Linked DNA regions of Capra hircus: region 2 is linked to region 1. A link is a contact called in public Hi-C data. All regions are on one chromosome and are shown on one strand. The core of a region is the stretch at or near the end of the contact, and the rest is flanking DNA. Distances in the headings are between cores, read along the strand shown. Region 1 overlaps LOC106503874 (putative killer cell immunoglobulin-like receptor like protein KIR3DP1). Region 2 holds the start of LOC102189305 (putative killer cell immunoglobulin-like receptor like protein KIR3DP1).

The links. Hi-C and Micro-C count contacts between places; a contact is called where the count stands out from the background.
Region 2: a Hi-C map of liver shows a contact between it and region 1, with 8 times the contacts expected there. The contact joins the promoter of LOC102189305 here to the enhancer-like site in region 1. A contact is called at or near these places in 3 of 5 Hi-C or Micro-C datasets (blood and liver).

The regions. Positions count from the first base shown.
Region 1 is chr18:64,323,490-64,331,172 of ARS1.2, reverse strand. LOC106503874 (putative killer cell immunoglobulin-like receptor like protein KIR3DP1) reads left to right here. Exons shown (of 10, transcript XM_018063117.1): 10 at 1-218. Among named protein-coding and RNA genes, the nearest start is that of NCR1, 77 kb to the right of the region's middle. Within about 2 kb of position 4,387, at least 1 of the 5 cell types and tissues checked has an H3K27ac peak or open chromatin away from gene starts, as enhancers often do.
Region 2 is chr18:64,508,008-64,515,436 of ARS1.2, reverse strand. It overlaps LOC102189305 (putative killer cell immunoglobulin-like receptor like protein KIR3DP1), which reads left to right and starts at 5,878. Exons shown (of 9, transcript XM_018063126.1): 1 at 5,878-5,911; 2 at 6,052-6,087; 3 at 7,241-7,429. The coding sequence starts at 5,878.

The sequences.
Region 1 (7,683 bases), core at 3,138-5,637:
GTGGACACTCCTCCTCCTCCAAAGCAGCCCAGCAACTCTGAGGTAACAGTGCAGTCCAAGAATTATAGGATCATCTTCAAAACTCCCACAACCTCTTAGTAATCTCCTGGCTACTCTAGGACTACATTTTATCTATCTCACCATTTGGGGAGAAGGTACAATCAATCACACATCCTGGGCAGGTTACTATGATCATCCTACTTTTTCTAAAATTCCAATAAAGCATAAAAAATTTGCCATTTGACTCTTCAAATTATTCAGTTAAAAAAATAAATATAATGTCTATGTGGTAATGTTTTACAAGGATGAACATATTTACAAGACAGAAACAGACTTGTAGACTTAGAGAACAATCTTAGAGTTACAGAGGGGAAGGGTGGGGGGAGAGATAGATTGGAAGTTTAAGATTGACATGTGCACACTGTTACAATTAACATAAAATGCTTTCCATGAAGAATAATAAAATCAATGCTAGATGACCTTTAAAAAGATGAAGTATATTCTGTTTGAGATATCCATTGTGGTGGCACTAGTGATCTGAGGCCGTGTGTGTGCATGCTAAGTCGATTCAGTCATATCCGACTCTTTGCAAACCCATGGATGGTGAGTAGCTCACTAGGCTCCTCTGTCCATGGGATTCTCCAGGCAAGGATACTGGAGTGGGTTGCCATTGCCTTCTCGAGGGGATCTTCTTGACCCAGGGATTGAACCCACGTCTCTCATGTCTCTTGCATTGGCAGGTGGACTTGTTATCACTGACCCATCAGGGAAGCCCCCTCAGCCTTTCCCAGCCATGTGCCCTGAGGGTGCTGGGGTTCCAGGGGTAGAAACAGGACGACAAATCTCCTTCTGGCTGGATCTGCAGCGGCCGATAAAGTAGTTACCCAGCCACGTGGTACAATGACTCTACACGTATATGAAGTAGAGCATTCAGTTCTTCAGTCACATCCACCACATTTCATGTTCTTGGTAGCGTCATGTGGCCAGGTGCCATGGTGCTGGACAGAGCAGATGTTTAAAAAGTCCCGTCATCACAGAGAATTCTACTGGACATTCCACGCCAGATCACTGAAGGGCTACAGAGGGAACACTTGCCCCCAGGGAGGCTTTGCATGTGTTGTGTTAATCCATCGATATTTGCATGTTTTGTCTTTTTTGCTTCTTTTCACCAAAGCAAAGGATTTGAGAATCTTGTGCCTTTTAAGTTATCAACTGTTGGCACAATGTGGCTTGGCTTAGCCAAGAGGAGGGCTGAAGAGCATAACACCATGAGGACCCCGGTGTGAACTGAGCTGGCAAATGGGGTGAAAATCAAGCTCCACAGAGCCTTAGTTGCTCCCTGAGGTCGTGTGTGTGATCTCTCCCTGGCTTAGAACGAAATCATCCAAGAACTGTTTTACCAACAGAAATGTCAGGATCACTAAAAGTGAAGACATGCTGGGGCTTCTGTGTTGTTACTATGAGGGAACATATACCACACTGCTGTGCGATATATCTGAATGTGCAATCATTTCATAATATATGTAAGTCAGATCATTACCTTGGATACCACAGGACTGTATGTCAATTATAACTCTGTGAAACTGGATAGATAGATGATACATGTGCCTAGTCACTCAGTCATGTCCAACTATTTGTGACTCTTTGGACTGAAACCTTGTAGGGTCCTCTGTCCATGGGATTCTCCAAGCAAGAATACTGGAGTGGTTTGCATTCCATTCTCCATGATGATACATAGATAGACACATAGATAGATCAATAGATTTCAGTGGTTGCAATACCACTTCCTGAGGCAGTTGATGATTAGGGCAGGCTATTTCCTGTCTTTTTTTTACTTTGCTTCATGGAAGTATATCATATATATTAATATATGCGTCTGTCCTCGATCAGGAACTCTGACGAGGACCATTCTTGTCTAACCCTGAGTCTCCATTGGTTGAAGAGGAGAGCAACATGCAGCATCACAGGATGCTTTGAAGAGACAGAATGACTCACATGCTTCCCCTCAAGGGGACAGACACACAATCTGCTTTTTACAGACACTGGCCTGTCACTGGGAGAAGTAAAGCCTGCCCTCTGGGCCCAAGAGGAAGAGTTGTGCTTTCTGGTGGGAGCAAAGTGTACTTTGCAAAACTCCCCAGCCCTCCTCAATCCCCCACACCTCGGTTCAGCAGTTCTCTGAGGGCATCGCTGAAGGTCACACTCAACTCCTCGACTCTCACATCTCATATTCAATCACACAGTAAAAGAATTCAGTCCCCAGGGCCCCTCTGACCCCTGATGTCCTCTCCATCCACAGAGTCCACCCACAGCCACACCAGGATCCCACCCATAACCTCCCTGAGTTATGAGCTCCAGACCCACACTCCCATCTCCAGTTCACCCTCCACTTTTCATCTTTCTAACTCACATTTCAGAATCTGCTTTCTGTCTCCAATCCTTCCATGGTGCCTACATCTTCAGGGCAAACTCCAAACTCTTCTATCTGAATTCAGTCCTGTTCATGGTCCTCCAGAGTTGACCCCTCCCCCCCAACCTCAGCTCTTACCTTTGCTTCCCTCCAAATGATACTCCTGCAATTACACCACACACACACACACACACACACACACACACACACACACACACACACAGAAAATGGGCCATTTAACATCCGTGTGCTCTCTCATATCAGCTCTTCTGAGAACACTCAGACTCAACAAGTTCCTCTTGTACTCCCAATCAAAAGTAGACACAAAGGTAGCCACTACCATTTACATCACTTGTTAATGGGTTTTTGCCTTATTAAGGGGCAATTTTCATAAGAAAAATTGACATAAATCATTTAGAATGCTGGTTGACAGGCCCATATCAGAATAATTGAAGGTCAAAATTATTTATTTTTAATTTAAAAAGTTAAATTTATATTCTCATTTCCCTTTTCTCTACAGCAGCTAATACAATATGACCTTCATGAAGTTTTCTTATCATACAGTCTCTTGCTTCTATATTCCATTTTTTCTTAAAAATAAAATCGTCACCCTTGAACAGAGGACAGCACTGTACATAACCACCATCCACTCCCCCTGGCCCCTCAGTGAGACCCTGTGTCCAGGGTTCTGTGGAATGTTCTTTTCTCTCTAGAATGCACCCGCTCCCACCCATGGCTCTCCACCTCCTCAAGCAGCTGTTCCCTCAAGTACAGTGTAGACGTTGTTGTTGTTGTTTGGTCACTAAGTCAGGTGTGACTTTTGCAACCCCATGGACTGAAGCATGCCAGGCTTCTCTGTCCTTCACTATCTCCCAGAGTTTGCCCAAACTCAAGTCCATTGAGTCTTGATATCATCCAACCATCTCATCCTCTGTCGCCCTCTTCTCCTCTTGCCCTCAATCTTTCCCAGCATCAGGGTCTTTTCCAATAGTCAGTTCTTTGCATCATGTGGTCAAATTATTGCAGCTTCAGCTTTAGCATCAGTCCTACCAATGAATATTCTCAGGGTTGATTTCCTTTAGAATTGATCGGGTTGATCTCCTTGCTGTTCATGAGGTTCTCAAAAGTCTTCCCCAGCATTACAGTCTAAAAATGTGTTCTTCAGTACTCAGCCTTCTTTATGTCCAACTCTCACGTCCATATATCCCTACTGGAAAAACCATAGCTTTGACTCTAAGGACCTTTGTTGGCACAGCAATTTCTAATACAGAGTCTAGGTTTGTCACAGTTTTTCCTGCAAGGAGAAGGGTCTTTTAATTTCATGGCTGCTGTCCCTGTCCTCAGTAATTTGGGAGCCCAAGAAAAGAAAATCTGTCACTGTTTACACGTTTTCCCTGATATTTTTTTTTCTTTTTTTTGCCAGAAATGCTTGGACCAGAGTTCAGGAGCTTCAATTTTTAAAATGATTACAGTGTAGACATGAAACCTAGTTATTTTCTTGTTTCTTCTTTTAAAAAAATAATTGATTATTAGCATTTGATGCCCACATTCTGCAGAATCTGAGTTCTTCAAGCACCTACAGAGGATGGGTTTACCTGGGTCATGGGTATATTTCTGCTGTGTGGCATCAATGCCTGGTACAGAGTAGGTGCTCTGCAATAATTTCTGAACTGACCAAAGATGAGAAGTAAATTCCATTTCTGGGGGGAACTGGGAAAATAAAGTTCTGAGTTCTATTGGAGCCAAACTGTCCCAGACTGACTCAGGACGAGAACCTGGGTCCCACCCTCTAGAGCAGGCAGTCAGGCCGAGCAGAAAGAGAAAGTGCTGAGACCTCAGGTCTGGGCTGAGATGCCTCCTGAGCCCTGCCTGGAGACATCCGGGCTGGGTCCACAGAGGGGCCGCCCCCTGCTGCGAGTCCACGGCCGTGGGAACCCCGAGGGTTGGCAGCAGCCCCCCAGGGACCACATCCTGTTTGTCCTCTAGGGCCCCGTGGGCTCCTCATCTGTACAGGGCGGGGGCGGGGGTGGGGGCGGCTGGGAGCTCAGAGCTGCAGACATGCCTTCCATCCTCTCTGAGCTTCTCCTCCTCTGCCAGATGTGAAAGGGAGGGAGGGGACTGCAGGAGGGCACAGGATGCCCACCCCACCATCAGTTCATGGGAACCTCAGTGCTCAGGCATCTGGAGGGACCAGGAATTCTGATGGGGTGAGAATCAGCCCAAGCTTTCAGTGGCAAATATCTCACTTTCAGGTCAGAGTCTGGGCCAGAGAACCCCCAACCCTGCAGGTGAGTCATCCCAGGGCTCCTGGGTCCCCATGTCTCACTTCAGTCCCAGGAAATCGGTGGGGGAGGAGCTGGGGGCACTGGGATTCTAGAGTGATGCTGCTAAAACCTGGAATGCCTCCTGAGCTGAGCTGGGGAGTGAGGAGTGGGGAAGTCCTGGGACTCAGCCTCTGACTTCCTTCCAGGGACCTTCCACAAACTCACCATCTGGGCTGAGACTCTTCGGGCATCTCAGGGTGCCCATGTGAATACACCGTATCAGAGATGGAATGTGAGAGTGAGCACACAGACCATCAGGGAGTATGCTGCAGTTGGTCTGCACTGTTTGAAGAAAGGAATGGCAATGCCTTCCAGTGTTCTTGCCTGGAAAATCCCATGAACATTGGAGCCTGCCAGCCTACAGTCCATAGGGTAGCAAAGAGTCGGCCATGACTGAGTGACTTCATTTTCTTTCACTTTCTTTTAAAATTTATTTCTTTTACTGGTTCCGTTTTTTAATCTCATAATATTTATATTTTATTGATGTGCAGTTGACTTACAATGTTTCAAGTGCACAGCAAGGTGATTTTCAGTTATACTCATATGCATACATTATTTTTCAGATTATTTTCCATTTTAGGTTATTACAAGATATTGACTATCACTCCCCATGCTATACAGTAAATCTCTGTTGCTTGTTGCATATCTTTTTTAAAACAATTGGAAATCTAGCACTGTACTCGTAGTTCTGTTTTTAAATTGATGGTATATTCCATGTCAGTGTCATGCTGCACTGAGAGTGAATGCACGATGCCAAACTCCCACCTTGTGTGTTAAAAGTAAACGGAAAACAATGGCAACGTTAATTGTGGGAGGAAATATTGAATCACATTATGTTACTGATGGGCATTCCTGGTGACTCAGAGGATAAAGAATCTGCCTGCAACGAAGGAAGATCTCTTGGAGAAGAAAATGGCAACCCACCCCAGCATGCTTGCCTGGAGAACCCCCATGGTCAGAGGAGCCTGGCGGCTTGCAGCCCGTGGGATCACAAAGAGTCAGACACGACTGAGGGCCTAAACTATTCTCAAGGCTCTGAAATTGAAAGGTATAACACTTTCCCATTCATATAGAGATAAAAAGTGGCAGAACAGACAGAACCTTTTGCCTTGTCAGGTACTTAAATGGACTTTATGATCAGACTTGCATGAACAGCTTCGAGAACAAAGGATTCCAGGATTAAAAGATTTCCCATTGGAGGGGATGAAAGTATAGCTATGGCTGATCCATGTTGATGTATAGCAGAAACTAACAATATTATTCAGTTCAGTTCAGTTGCTCAGTCGTATCCAACACTTTGCGACCCCATGAATTGCAGCAGGCCAGGCCCCCATGTCCATCACCAAGGAATATTACTCAGCCATTAAAAAGAATACAGTTGAATCAGTTCTAATGAGATGGATGAAACTGGAGCCTATTATACAGAGTGAAGCAAGTCAGAAATAAAAACACCAATACACTGTACTAACACACAAATATGGAATTTAGAAAGATGGTAATGATGACCCTATATGTGAGACAGCAAAAGAGACACAGATGTAAAGAACAGTCTTTTGGACTCTGTGGGAGAGGGCGAGGGTGGGATGATTTGTGAGGGTATTGAAATGTGTGTATTATCATACTTGCAGCAGATCACCAGTCCTGGTTCGATGCGTGAGACAGGGTGCTCAGGGCTGGTGCACTGGGATGACTCTGGGGGATGGGATGGGGAGGGAGGTGAGAGGAGGGTTCTGGATGGGGAATACATGTGGGCCCATGGCTGATTCATGTCGATTTTTGGCAAAAACCACCACAATATTGTAAAATAATTAGCCTCCAATGCAGAGTTCCTAAGAATAGCAAAGAGAGATAAGAAAGCCTTCCTCAGCAATCAATGCAAAGAAATAGAGGAAAACAACAGAATGGGGAAGACTAGAGATCTCTTCAAGAAAATTAGAGATACCAAGGGAATATTTCATGCAAAGAGGGGCTCGATAAAGGACAGAAATGGTATGGACCTAACAGAAGCAGGGGATATTAAGAAGAGGTGGCAAGAATACACAGAAGAACTGTGCAAATAAAAACCATCACAACCCATAAAATCATGCTGGTGTGATCACTCATACTCACCTAGAGCCAGACATGCTGGAATGTGAAGTCAAGTGGGCCTTAGGAAGCATCACTATGAACAAAACTAGTGGAGGTGATGGAATTCCAGTTGAGCTGTTTCAAATCCTGAAAGATGATTGTGAAAGTGGTGCCCTCAATATGCCAGCAAATCTGGAAAACTCAGCAGTGGCCACAGGACTGGAAAAGGTCAGTTTTCATTCCAATCCCAAAGAAAGGCAATGCCAAAGAATCATCAAACTACCACACAATTGCACTCATCTCACACACTAGTAAATTAGTGCTCTAAATTCTCCAAGCCAGGCTTCAGCAATGCATGAACTGTGAACTTCCAGATGTTCAAGCTGGTTTTAGAAAAGGCAGAGGAACCAGAGATCAAATGGCCAACATCTGCTGGATCATAGAAAAAGCAAGAGAGTTCCAGAATAACATCTATTTCTGCTTTATTGACTATGTCAATGCCTTTGACTGTGTGGATCACAATCAACTGTGGAAAATTCTGAAAGAGATGGGAATGTCAGACCTGCCTCTTGAGAAACCTGTGTGTAGGTCAGGAAGCAACAGTTAGAACTGGACGTGGAACAACAGACTGGTTCCAAATGGGAAAAGGAGTATGTCAAGGCTGTATATTGTCAACCTGCTTATTTAACTTATATGCAGTGTACATCATGAGAAACACTGGGCTGGAGGAAGCACAAGCTGGAATCAAGATTGCTGGGAGAAATATCAATAACCTCAGATATGCAGATGACACCACCCTTAAGGCAGAAAGTGAAGAGGAACTAAAAAGCCTCTTGATGAAAGTGAAAGAGGAGAGTGAAAAAGTTGGCTTAAAGTTCAACA
Region 2 (7,429 bases), core at 4,629-7,128, 180 kb before region 1:
ATGGGGTCACAAAGAGTTGGACATGACTGAGTAACTTTCACTTTGACTTTTTCTTTCCTCCCATCTGTACATGCTTACTGGAAAAACCATAGCTTTGACTATACAGACCTTTGTCGGCAAATGATGTTTCTGCTTTCTAATATGCTGTCTAGGTTTGTCATAACTTTTCTTCCAAGGATCGGGTGTCTTTTAATTTAATGGCTGCAGCCACTGTCAGTAGTGATTTTGGAAATCAGGAAAGGAAATTATGCCAGTTTCCACTTCTTCACTTTTTTTTTTTTTTTTTTTTGCCACGAAGTGCTGGGATGAGACGCCATGATCTTCATTGTTTTGAATGTTGACAGTGTAGACATGAACCCCAGTTATTCTCATATTTCTTTTAAGAAAATGATTGAATATTAGCATTTGATGCCTGCATTCTGCACAATCTGAGTTCTTCAAGCATGTACAGAAGATGGGTTTACCTGGGTCATGGATGTATTTCTGCTGTGTGGCACCAATGCCTGGTACACAGTAGGTGGTCTGCAATAATCTATGAACTGACCAAAGATGAGAAGTAATTCCATTTCTGGAGGGGACTAGAAAAATAAAGTTTTGAGTCCTAGTTGGAGTCAGACTGTCAGGGCCTGACTCAGGACGAGAACCTGGGTCCCACCCTCTAGAGTAGGTGATCAGACTGGGCAGAAAGAGAAAGAGCTGAGACCTCAGGTCTGGGCTGAGATGCCTCCTGAGCCCTGCCTGGAGACATTGGAGCCGGGTCCATGGAGGCGCCGCCCCCTTCTGCGAGTCCACGGCCATGGGAACCCCGAGGGGCAGCGCAGCCCCCCAGGGACCACATCCTGTTTGTCCTCTAGGGCCCCGTGATGTCCTCATCTGTACAGGGCGGGGGTGGGGGCAGCTGGGCACTCAGAGCTACAGACATGCCGTCCATCCTCTCTGAGCTTCTCCTCCTTGGCCAGATGTTCAGGGCAGGGAGGGGACTGCAGGAGGGCACAGGACGCCCACCCTGCCACTAGTTCATGGGAACTTCAGGGCTCGGGCAGCTGGAGGGGCCAGGGATCCTGATGGGGAGAGAATCAGCCCAAGCTTTCAGTGGCAAATCTTTGACTTGCAGGGCTGAGCCTGGGCCAGAGGCCCCCGAACCCTGCAGGTGGGTTCTCCCAGGTCTCCTGGGACCCATATTTCACTTGAGTCCCGGGAACTTGGTGGGGGGCAAGGTTGGGACACTGGGATTCTAGAGTGATGCTGGTGAAACCTGGAAGGGCTCCTGAGCTGAGCTGGGGATTGAGGGGTGGGGAGGTCCTGGGACTCAGCCTCTGACTTCCTTCCAGGGACCTTCCACAAACTCACCATCTGGGCTGAGACTCTTTCGGGCAGCTCAGGGTGCCCATGTGAATACACCATATGCAGAGTTGGAATGTGAGAGTGAGTACACAGACCATCAGGGAGTATGCTGCAGTTGGCCTGCACTGTTTGGAGAAGGAAATGGCAATGCATTCCAGTATTCTTGCCTGGAAAATCCCATGAACATTGAAGCCTGCCAGCCTACAGTCCATAGGGTTGCCAAGAGTCAGACATGACTGAGTGACTTCATTTTCTTTAAAAATTTATTTATTTTACTGGTTCTATTTTTAATTTCATCATATACATATTTTATTGAAGTGTAGTTGACTTACAATGTTTCAGATGCACAGCAAGGTGATTTTCAGTTATACAAATATGCATACATTATTTTTCAGATTATTTTCCATTTTAGGTTATTACAAGATATTGACTATCGCTCCCTATGCTATACAGTAAATCTTTGTTGCTTGTTGCATATCTTTTTATCTTTAATGAGAAATCTAGCATTGTATTCATACTTCTATTTATAAATTTATGGTATATTCCACATCAGTGTTATGCTACACCGAGAGTGAAAGCATGATGCCCAAATCCCACCATGTTCACATTAAAGTAAATGGAAAACAATGGCAATGTTAATTGTGGGAGGAAATATTGAATCGCATTATGTTACTGGTGGGCTTTCCTGGTGACTCAGATGATAAAGAATTTCCTGCAACGCAGGAGACCTGAGTTGATCCCTCGATTGGGAAGATCTCCTGGAGAAGGAAATGGCAACCCACCCCAGCATGCTTGCCTGGAGAACCCCCAGGGACAGAGGAGCCTGGTGGGTCACAGCCCATGGGATCACAAAGAGTCAGACACGACTGAGGGACTAAACTATTCTCAAGGCCCTGAACTTGAAAGCTATAACACTTTCCCATTCGTATAGAGATAAAAAGTGGCAGAACAGACAGAACCTTTTGTCTTGTCAGGGGCTTAAAGGGACATTATGACCAGACCTGCATGGATAACTTGAAGAACAAAGGATTCCTGGATTAAAAGATTTCCACAGTGGAGGGGACGTAAGTACAGCTATGGCTGATCCATGTTGATGTATGGCAGAAGCCATCGCAGTATTGTAATTGTCCTAGAATTAAAAATAAAAAAAAAAGTCTTGCAACAGGACTTCCCTGGTGGTCCAGTGGTTGAGAATCTGCTTCCCCATGTGGGGGACATGGGTCCGATCCTGGGAATGGGAAGATTCCACGTGCCTCGGGGCAGTTAAGCCCATGGGCCACAAGCCCATGTGCCTAGAGCGGGTGCTCCACAACAAGAGAAGCCACAGCAATGAGAGACCCTGCTCCACAGGAAAGAGCAGCCCTGTTCCCAAAACTAGAGAAAGCCTGTGCACAGCGATGAAGAGCCAGCACAGACATTAACTAGTCAATTAAAACACTGCAACAACCAGGTACACCTCCTCCTCTTCTAGTGTGTGTGTGTGTGTGTGTGTGTGTGTGTGTGTGTGTGTGAATTCACACATGGGTATTTAATCTGTATTTTTCTCTCTTCTTGGAATTTTCTTCCCCATTGGCTAGGGTTATTTTACATTCAGTAAACACTGTTGGACCATCCCTCTCACTCCCCAAAAAGCCCCTCTAACTCAGGTAAGATGATTCTTTGGGGCAAAAGTTCACAATCTCATTGGTCTGCTGGCTTTCCAAATAAAGTCACTATTCCTTTCCTGAAGGCCTCATCACTCTGACGCTTGACAAGCAACATGAAGTTGGACTCAGAGCACATTTATGAGACTTTAGCAGAGGTGTCATTCATTTTAGACAAAATCCATAGATGTCATTCTCACAATTGATATCTGTGGCTTAAAAGAAGATACCCAGATGGCGAACAGGCATATGAAAAGATGCTCAGCATTGCTAATTAGTAGAGAAAGGCAAATCAACACTGCAAGGAGGTACCACCTCATACCGATCAGAATGGGCATCATTAGACACTTGATGAATAACAGATCTTGGAGAGGGTGTGAAGAAGAGGGAAACCCTGTTACACTGTTGGGGGCGCACAAGCTGGTGCATCCACTGTGGAAAACAGTACGACAGTTCCTCAAAAAAAGTAAAAACAGAGTTTCCATAAGATCCAACAATTCCAGTCCTGAGCATATATCTGGGAAAAAAACTATACCATGAGAAGATTCATGCACCCCTTGTTCACAGCAGCAAAACTTACAATAGCCAAGACATGGGAACAGCCTAATTGTCCATCGAGAGATGAATGGATAAAGAAGATGTATATGCTTATACACACAGAGAATGGAACACCACCCAGACATTTACAGAATGAAATCATGCCATTTGCAGCAGCATGGATGGACCTGGAGATTAACATATTAATGGAAGTAGACAGAAAGAGAAAGACAATTTTCATGTGATATCACCCGTATGTGGAATCTAAAAGGAACATATCAATGAAACAGGAACAGACTCATAGACATAGAGAACAGGCTTGTGGTTGCCAAGGAGGGAAGGATTGGGAGCTTCGGATTAGCAGACAAAATCTATTTATACATAGAATGGATAAAGAATGAGGTCCTACAGTATGGCACAGGGAAATTTATTCAGAATCTTGGCATAAATCATAATGGAAAGGAATATGCATGTCGAGCTGAATCAATTTGCTGTACGGCAGAAAAGAACTATACTTCAATACATTTTTTTAATTTTTAAAAATCTGTATGCGAGACAGTAAAAAAGATGTGTAGAATAGTTTTTGGACTCTGTGGGAGAGGGTGAGGGTGGGATGATTTGGGAGAATGCCACTGAAACATGTATAATATCATATATGATACGAATCACCAGTCGAGGTTCGATGCTTCAATGCATGATACTGGATGCTTGGGGCTGGTGCACTGGGACGACCCAGGGGGATGGTACAGGGAGGGAGGAGGGAGGAGGGAGGGGGGTTCAGGATGGGGAACACGTGTATACCTGTGGCGGATTCATGTTGATGTATGGCAAAACCAATACCATATTGTAAAGTAATTAACCTCCAATTAAAACAAATAAAGTTATATTTTAAAAAATGTGTGGTTTAAAGATCTGCAATGAAACACTACATGGCAGTAAAAATGCACAAACTGAAATGACAAGAATACAGATCAATTCCAAACATGATATTAAGTAAATAAAAGGAGATTTTAAGAAGGGTGACTGTACTGTTACTCCATTACATACATCATGATCAAGAGGAGACCTGATTTATTGCTTAGGGAGCATCATTAATGTTAACAACCCCCACCCCCAGCACAACGGTGTGGAATCGCTGCCCTTACTGAGGTTCTTTCCTGTCTATGAACAACAGCTGAACTGGGTGTACGTCTGTCCTTGGCCTCCTGAAACAGCTGGGCCATTGTGTCCCAGTTTGGAGTTGGTTGTTGTGGGCACGCCCCTCATTCAAGCATGCTGGAGCTTGGAAGTCTCTACTTGACATATTTTGTGTTCATCTGAGTATCTAGGAAGCAAGGTGGTCTACTTGTTTAGGCAGAACAAATCCCCCTCCCAAAAAACACCACAGTCACCTTTACACACGTTATCTTTGTGTACATGTGTGGTCCTTGGATTGGAAAGGGAGGAAGAGAGAGACAGAGAGAGTGTCTGTGTGCAAAGTCTCCACTCACAGTCACGAAATAATTTCAGATGAAGAAGAGTCAGAGAAACACAAATATCACATGATATCACTTACTTGTGACATCTAAGAAAATGAACTTATTTACAAAACAGACTCACAGAGAAGGAACTTACGGTTACCAAGAGGGATAGTGTCAGGGGGAGGTTATATGGTAAGTTTGGGATTGACGTATACACACGGCTATGTTTTAATGGATGACCAACAAGGACCTACTGTATAAAACAGAGAATTCTACTTAATATTCTGTAACTACCTAAGTGGGAAAAGAATTTGAAAAGCAAGAGATGCATGTATATGTATAACTGAATCACTTTGCAGTACACCTGAAACTAACACAGTTAGTTTCTTAATCACATATATTACAGTGCAGAATTTTTTCATATTTTCAAAGAGCCATAATACACGTCTGGTCCTCTCATAAGAATGCAGAATCAAAGACTCTATTAATGAGTCTTTAATTGGCAATCTGCACTGAGCCTGACATATGAGGTGGGAACATGTGGTTTGTCTTCTGTGAAGAGTTAAGGTGAATGAGATTTATCATGAGCTTGGGAAAAGCATCTTGCATGCTATACATTGAATCACAGTTACTACTTCTTAAAGGCAGCAAGATCTGTTCGAATCCTCTTACGTTGATAGCATTTAGAGAAACAAAAAGTGATGCTCGGGTGGTGAGGCGGGCTCAGTGAGGCGGCTCAGGTCAGACTTCCATCCCTGGTGTGAGTACAGGCTGGCCATCTTCTCATGTGACATCAACCAGGCTGACTGTACCAACAAAACCGACCGTCTTCCGCATCCTGTGACTCTGTCAGCTTTGCTCAGTTCTGCCTCCTGTCTCACAGAAGCAGAGCCATGAGCCCCACACTCCTCAGCCTCCTGAGTCTCGGTGAGTCTGAAAAGACAGTCAGAAAGGGTTATGGTGGAAGTCGGGGGGTCCTCGCACCACTGCCCAGGTTCCCTGGATGAGGGTGCAAGGAGCGCGGGGTCCCTCAGAACAAGCCATCTCTGATGGGGTTTTCCTCCTAGGATTCTGTGTGAGTCTGAGGATCCGGGCAGCTGTGGGTGAGTCCTCCCCATCCCTTATTTCTCTTTTGAGCAGAGCAGTTGTGGCTGATGCAGATGACACTGGGGGCTGGGGTGAGACCCCTGTCAGTACAGTGAGAGCCGTGTGTCCTGTGGATCCCAGGTCCTCCTATTGGCATTGATACTCATCTTCACTCTCCCCAGAGGTTAGCCCAGCTCTGGACTCTGGACCTGAAGGCACAGTGTGAAGTCTGGCAGCTGGGAGCTAGGCCCATTGAGTGCCATTTCAATTATGAGACGGGAGCAAGAGGCTGCACCCCACAGACCCCTCTTGGACAAGGTGGCTCATGGCCTCTCCATCCAGCCTTTGACAGGATCTGCAGGAGCACACACTAGAGCTGACCCCAGGGAAGGGTCTGGACCTCAGGCAGGGCCTCCTGGACCTTGTCACAGATTTGATGTAGGTTACCTAACAAAGGAGCGAGGGTCAAGGTTTACTTCCTTCTTTGCAGGCAAGTGGGTTTTCACTGCTTAGTTGTGTTAGTGTTAGTCACTCTGTCGAGTCCAAATCTTTGTGACCCCACGGACCATAGGTCACCAGGCTCCTGTATCCATGGGATTCTCCAGGCAGGAATGCAGGAGTGGGTTGCCATTTCCTTGACCAGGGGATCGTGCCAACTCAGAGACTGAACCCTGCTCTCCTGCATTGCAGGAAGATTCTTTACCATTTGAGCTACAACAAAGGCAACACGGAAGTCCTTTCCCTTCTTGTCCAGGCATCAATTTTTTTTGGTGATGTTTTCTTTTGCCTGCATTGTGCAGGTTGCAGGATCTTAGTTCCCTGATCAGGGATTCAACTCGGGCCCTTGGCAGAGAAAGTGCTGAGTCCTAACCACTGGACCACCAGGAAATCCCCAATGACTTGTGTTTTGAGAGAAAGTTTCTGAACATTTTGTCAACCCAAGGAGTGAAGAATTATTTCCTAGAATCATATTCTTAGAACCTCATGATGTCCGTCCTGCATTGACTGTGTCTCTGTCTGTCCCCAGGCCCCAGGTGTCCCTGAGCATCAGGCTGATGCACTTTAGGGGAGGAGAGTTGGAAGAATTGAAGGGGAAGTGCCCACAAGGGCAGTGGGGAGAGGGGATCATTCCTAGTTTTCTCTCAAAGCCTGTGTCTCCTTCTCTCCTAGGTGAATATGAGAAGCCCTCTTTGTCAGCCTGGCCAAGCCCTGTGGTTCCCTTAGGGCAGGCTGTGACTCTTCATTGTCACTCCGGTCCTCCATTTGTGATATTCAGACTGCTCAAAAGAGATGGGGCCCGTTTGCGCAAGCTCCAGGAACAACAGTTCAACACCTTCCCCCTTGGCCCAGTGACCAGAG